Regions from separate parts of the Mus musculus genome. Here region 1 is linked to region 2. The links are chromatin contacts, called in public Hi-C maps. All regions are on one chromosome and are shown on one strand. The core of a region is the stretch at or near the end of the contact, and the rest is flanking DNA. Distances in the headings are between cores, read along the strand shown. Region 1 has its middle 96 kb from the start of Gm46748. Region 2 overlaps Haglr (Hoxd antisense growth associated long non-coding RNA).

What was found. A called contact is a pair of places that touch in the nucleus more often than the background predicts.
Region 1: a contact with region 2 is called in a Hi-C map of nephron progenitors, with 4 times the contacts expected there. The contact joins two enhancer-like sites. A contact is called at or near these places in 20 of 484 Hi-C or Micro-C datasets (B cells, the C3H10T1/2 cell line, brain and 9 more), 14 of 115 datasets of contacts at active chromatin or transcription factors (craniofacial prominence, differentiating embryonic stem cells, embryonic basal ganglia and 9 more) and 4 of 9 other capture datasets (adipose tissue, embryonic stem cells, liver and 1 more).

What each region holds. Positions count from the first base shown.
Region 1 is chr2:74,964,275-74,967,367 of GRCm38.p6, reverse strand. No RefSeq gene overlaps it. Among named protein-coding and RNA genes, the nearest start is that of Gm46748, 96 kb to the left of the region's middle. Within about 2 kb of position 1,772, at least 43 of the 459 cell types and tissues checked have an H3K27ac peak or open chromatin away from gene starts, as enhancers often do. A contact at or near this core is called in adipose tissue and stem cell-derived motor neurons, where this site is marked.
Region 2 is chr2:74,748,359-74,751,779 of GRCm38.p6, reverse strand. Haglr (Hoxd antisense growth associated long non-coding RNA) reads left to right here. Exons shown (of 3, transcript NR_110445.1): 2 at 138-251; 3 at 1,137-3,358. Among named protein-coding and RNA genes, the nearest start is that of Gm14424, 2.6 kb to the left of the region's middle. Within about 2 kb of position 1,794, at least 60 of the 459 cell types and tissues checked have an H3K27ac peak or open chromatin away from gene starts, as enhancers often do. A contact at or near this core is called in adipose tissue and stem cell-derived motor neurons, where this site is marked.

The DNA.
Region 1 (3,093 bases), core at 523-3,022, 220 kb before region 2:
ACACATGCTTACACACACGCGCGCACACTCATGAATAAATGGAAAAACAAACAATAGTCTTGAAGAACTCTAAATCTTGGTCTTTTCTGAATATATGAGAGAAAAACAAGTGGTAACTCTAAAAGGCTGCCATCAACAACCTGATAACCACAGATTTGGATACACGCCACCACATGCTAAGTGGCAGAATCGAGTCCATTAAATATGAATGTTCTTCCTGGTCTGGATGTTGGCTCAGCCGTATTGCTAACTATGGGGCTTCAGACAGGCTACTTGTCTATTTAGAGCCTCGGTTTCCTCTTCTGCAACAGAGAGATCTTGACAGCACTACCTCCCTCAAAGGGCGACTGTGAAGATGAAATAAGACACCAATGCAAACGTCCACAAATTATCAACAGCAATATTAACAAAGAGGAAGGAGCCAGATTGTGGGCACAACTCAATGCTAGAGTTTCTGTCTAGCTTATATAAGCCCTGGGTTCAAGTCCCAGCACCAAAACAAAGTGACTTCTGCCGGTCTAGGAAGGAGGTGGCTCATACAGGAGGATATAAGGGAGGCTGTAGTTATCCATGGTTCCTGAAAGTAGACCATCGGGAGTTCTGATTCTGAAGACGACATGCCCTAGCTTTAGGAATTTGGATGAGTTACTTCTCATCAACATCGTCTCTTAATTCTTACTGTTAAATGAAACTATGTATGCTGTAGGGTTGTGGTAAGAGTCAATAAAAGTACTAGTATATTAGATATGTTCAGTAGATATTCAACCTCCACTGATGGTGGGTGTTATTGAAGTCCTTATACTCCAAGGAAGCCGTGCCTAGCACTTTTCAAACTGTGCATAATGACAAAGCAGCCCTCTTTTGGGAGATGAGTATCCACACTACAATACTCGGGGCAAAATCCCATGGCATCTCACAACGGTTTTCTGTGAAGTTAAAGCCACCTTCTCTTCTCAGTACTGGCTTGGATCCCTTATAGGACATTAGAAAGCTCTCTAGAGAGGCAATCAGTGTCTATAGCGAGCTTTGGACACAGAGAGTCCACAATAAAGCCAACCATTAAGCAAACTGTAGCCCTCCATAAGCTGATATTGTCGATTCAAACAGTATCCCTGTCTGTCCGGATTCAACAAGACACTAAAGGCGTGGTAACTCCCGGAAGAGGAGGAAGGCAACAGGCAGTAAGCATCAAGAACCTGCTTTTGGTCTCAGGAGGATGAAGGCGCTGGGGTGGCCATTTCAGCCCTTGTTATTCCTCTCATGTGTCCTAGTAAAACTAAATTACAGATTTCTCATCACTTTTGTGATTCTCAGACTTTGGTGTGCATCAAAAAAACCCAGAAAGTTTGCCAAAACACCAGTGAGTTGGTCCTACCTAGAGTTTCTTATGTAGTACTTGTGGGATGCCCCCACCCCACCCCGTCCGCAGATTTCGGCTGATTTCCCGAAGGTGACAGTGCCGGGCTGAGGAAAGCGCCTGCCTAGCCCAACGGAGGAAGGTTTTTTCGAAAAAACACAATGGCGTTTTGGTCTACCTTCCCCTTTAAAAGAACTCTGACAGTAGTCTAGCCTTCCCAGTCAAGTTCAGTAAGTGCGTCCTGGGAAGTTCCTTAGGGTGGACCCTCAGAAAGGCACTGAGTCAGGAGCCGATGGCTTGCAGCTGCTCTGATGAAACATCCTGTAATCAGAGGCTGCTTGTCTTCGGCAGACCTCCCTTAGCACAAAGGGATCCCAGCCCAGCTGCCTGCTCCTAGTATCCCGGAGCAAAGCCACAGCTGGTCCCTAGGCCGCTTCCCTAATGCTACTAGGAACCAGTGGGTGTGGTGAGGACCTGGGGCCTCTTCGGTAGACTTCCGCCATCTCCTGATTTCCTTCCAGTCTCCACTGTCTTGAGGGAAACTGCTGAAGGTTTGGTTACCATGGCAACCGATCCTCTTTCCAAGGGGAATCCTGGTGTGTGATTTGATGGGGGGGCTACACCGTTTCCCCCCCCCCCAAAAAAAAACCCCAACTATTTTACCAGGAAGAAATCTTTCTTTTTGCAGTAAGAAAATTTTTTTTCCTATCCAAGAACCTCATTTTACATGGCAAACAGTCCTTGGAAGAGTGTGAATTTCCTTATCAAATGAAGCCTGCACCGGCTAGCAGCAGAGGGCAGTTAGCCTTCACCCACAAAGGGACGCTGACAACAGCAATTTTGCCTCTCTATCCAGTTGCATGGAAGTCTTGCTTGGGGTGGGGGGGGCACCTTCCTGGGGGATAGACAGAGGGTGTCTGAGGCCACATATATCTATACACATGCATGCACACTCACACACACACACACACACACACGATAGATAGATAGATAGATAGATAGATAGATAGATAGATAGATAGATAGATAGATAGATAGATAGATAGATAGTTGAGACTTCTCTCTCTTCCTACTGATGGTGATTCATTGAAATCCTATGATCAAAAGCTAAAGACTAGGGACAATGGGCACATGCCTTACCTCCGTTTGTCGTAAAATAGCTGGAATGCCCTTTAAGACTGGAGTCCAACTACGGAGTTAGTGTGCTGATGATATTCAAGACAATTGTACCTGTGAGATATATTTTTTAAATGTTTTTGCTGTCATCTATTTTAAGACCTTAAGTCGAGTTACACATAAAAGAACTAGATCCAGGATGTTTGGGGGGAATTAACAGATGATATTTAGCAAACATGTGGATGGGTCATAAGGAAACATCTGCAGAGAATCTGAGTTGGCACTGGGAAAGGCAGCTGCTTTAGGTTATGAACTGAGCTGAGCTGACGCAATTGAAGGAGCCTCCAGCAGGGGGCACCCTTTTGCAGTAAACTCCGTGGCCTTTATAGCGTTGCTCCTCACCAGCCGACCTTACACATAATTGGCATTTTGAATTCTCTAACCCTCTGCTTCTTCCTTCAAAGCAGACACTCCCCTCGGAGAAATCTTCCTCCCATCCCTAATGAAAATGAACATTTTGATGGGAGGCAGCTCTTGTGGCAAGGATTAAAAGCAAAATCTGAAGAAAAAATAGACAAGTCAATGAAATTAAATGTAGGTTTGTGAAGAAGGTTGAATAC
Region 2 (3,421 bases), core at 545-3,044:
CTCAACACCCAAAGGTCTGTTGACCCAGGTTCTAAATATACCCTATCTGGGAAATTGCAAAGCCCAAGGGGGTGAGGGGACGGTCTGAGCCACCTGCCTTTCTTGCATACTCATAAACCTCTGTTATTTTCTTTAAGTTTCTCAAAGAAGGACCAAAGTTTTGTCAAGAACACCCAGATGAAGACCTTCCTAGACCTGTAAACTGGGATTACCAAGTTCTTGACTTCACAAGGAAGTTTCAACCAATTCTGGTAAAGTCAAAACAGACCTGTGACAATCCCTGGGTGTAAACAAGCTTGTACCCGCCATGGGGTCAAATACTTGGAAGGAAGAGTTAGCCTCTTTGTTATTCAAACTCTCTCTCTCTCCTCTCTCTCTCTCTCTCTCTCTCTCTCTCTCTCTCTCTCTCTCTCTCTCTCTCATGTTCTCCTCTTTACCTTCTCTAAAGGAAAACCGTCTGGGCTTCCAAGCCTGGTGGCTGAGGAGAGCACTTCACTCATGAACCATTGGAGTGGTACCCAGTGAGGGAGAAAGGACAGTAGCTAGCTAGCGTAGGAGATCACTGCTAGTAGTTCTTCTAGACAGAAATGTGAAAACTCTTGTTCAGCAAGGTTAGCAGCCTCTGGGGCCTCAGAAACCAATGTAGCTGACACATCTCTGATAGGGACTGGACTTGGGGCTGAACCAAGGGAAGTACAAGCTCAGTATCCTCTTCCTCTCTCCCATTTGAAAGCCTGTACACAGAAATGGTACAAATGGATGCTTAACTTAATGATTCTATCAGAGGCAGATTTTTCTCTGTCAGTTCCCTGGATGAGGTTGGTCTGTAAGCTAGAAGGCAGAATCTGTACTTGATTTCCCTTTCTCCTTTCCTTTCCTTTCCTTTCCTTTCCTTTCCTTTCCTTTCCTTTCCTTTCCTAACCTCCTTACCAGTGGCCAGGGCCACCCTCCAGGGCTTTCCATGACAACTTCGCACCCTCTCGCTAGGTCTAGGCATTCCACTCCAGAATGGACCCCGAGGTTTACAGGGATGCTAAGGAAACGGTCCCTCTTCCTCCACTCCCACCTCCATTTTGCAGCAGGGCCATACCTCTGCCTGACCGCCATCCTACGTTAATCCACATTTGTTTGCCTAGATGGAACAACCAGAGAGGCCCAAATGACTGCCACCCATGAGCCAAGGACCTGATCTCTTTCCTTTAGACCTAATACTCTACCGGAGATCCACAACCTTCCTAATCCCCACCCCCTCCTCGTCCCGCCCCCGCGCCTCAAAAACTATGGAGAAAAAGAAGGTGTGCCCAAGGCTGGACCGAAGTCATCCTGCCCCTTCTTCAAAAGAGAGACACCTCCCAAGGCCAACGCCCTCCGGAGGGGCCCAGGTGCTCCTCCCTTCTGGCATCTATTCCGTCTGGCATCTATTCCGTCTGGCATCTATTCCTCTGCAAAGGATCAGAAAGGAAGCCGCTGGCTCAATGGATTCTGGATTTCGGGTAGACCTGACTGCTTTGGGGCATCCTCAATCGGGCGGTGAAGCCTCTGGGGGCAGAGGAGCGTCGTGGGAGAGGAGCGTCGTGGGAGAAAGACAAGCTAGGCTGCTGCTTCCCTACCCATGCCAACTTCCCGGGTCTCGTCTTGAAACAAGAGCAGAGGCCTGAGACCCGGGCGCCATTGCTGGCCAGGCTCCCCTCCCCCACACTCCTTTCTTTGCTTCTCGAAGACCCGGGAGGGAGGAGGCGGCGAGCGCCTCGGTGGATAGAGCTGCTATTGTGACCTTCCCGGGCTAAGCGGGGAACCCAGCGGAGTGTGTACTGCCCGCGGTGGCGGGGGAGGAGGTGACTGTGTGCAAGCCTCGAGTGCAGAGGGGGTGGCACCCGGGAATAAATAAAGGCTTGCAACCTCGGGCACTTGGACCCTTCGGAGAGCGTTTGGTTGTGTTTAGACTTGGGTGCTTCCTAACACTAATTGCAGGCTCAAGAGGAGCGGAATTTATGGCGAAGGCCAAGGCGGCTTGTTTATAATTTATGAAGTTTTAAATGGTTGTGCCGCGGGCCCAGCTCTCTCCGGCGGGCGGCCGCGTGGGAGTGTGCCCTCCCAGAACTCGCCGCCGCCCCCACCCACGCTAGGAGTGAGTGTGCCTGTCACGTGACTCGCGTTGGTGGCAGGAAAGAACCAAGCAATTCTCTGAAGTCTCCAGAACTTCAGAAGGTAGGCGAAGGCGGCAGGTTTGGTCGAAGCGACCCCTCCCCCTTCTTCCAACATCCTCCCTCCACCGCCGGGCCTGTGAGGTTGCGGCTGCCTAGACGGTGGGAACCCCCAACCTGACACTTCCTTAGAGCCTATGTGTGAGAGGAAGCTGATGTCAGCCGGGCTAGACACTGTTTAAAGTAATCCATGAAACCCTAAGCCACAGATGACGCTTGGGGTATTGCAGACACCCGCAGACTCAGCAGATACTCCTGTGGTAACACACCGCGCTGGGAAACGCCTGGAGCCATGATGCATTATGTATTTTTATTATTATTTATGGTATGAAGAGGAGATGAGAGAAACCGGGCTGAATCTAAACAGCCTGACAATTCATCTATTTAATATTTAGCCAGTTAAGAAAGGTGGCTGTGGTTCCCTACGAGGCAGCTAGCATTTCTTTGATTTCCGTAATAGCTTAAAAAATAATTTCTTACAATTATAAATTCTGTCTAGGAATGCAAATTTCAGAGAAAACAATGTTAAGCCTTGAGAGTGGGTAAAATATGCCTTCGATTGAAGTCATTTATTCTGTTGATACAATTCTACAACATATATACTTTAAACTTGCTCAGATAGAGTGAAATTTAGCAAAAGGATAACCCCTCCCACCCCCAGCCTAACATGCCATTTTTAAAACAGCACAAAGGAACAAGGAAACTAAATATTCTTTTGAGCCATCATTACTGAGCGAAACACAAACATCCAAATAGAAAACGATTGCTGTTGCACCAGAAGAGTAGAAGTTATCTCCACACAATGGGAATTTCACCTCGTGTCACCAGGCTGGTAGTGGGAGTTGCATATTTGCCAAACCAACTAGAGATGCGTGGGTGGACTTTGCTGAAATACAAAATAATTGAACCTTGTCTGAAGGCCTTTTTCCAAGTGCTCCCTTCTATAGAAGTGGGTGTAAGTGCTCGACCCTTCCTAGAGCCACACTAATAATATTTACAAAACGATTATAAATTCTGTAGACTATTCGCCCATTTTGCACAAAGAAACAGGAGTAAGCAAGGTGTTTATACGTGTTGTGTTCTATTAATGAACCTTTCGTTATTTTACATTGTGAAGAATGTTTGTTTTCTTTAAAAGTGAACTGCTGACCACTACAAAGGAAAAAATTGTGAGCACTTCCTAAGGGGGTTGGGGGACGGGGGAAAAAGCCTGATGC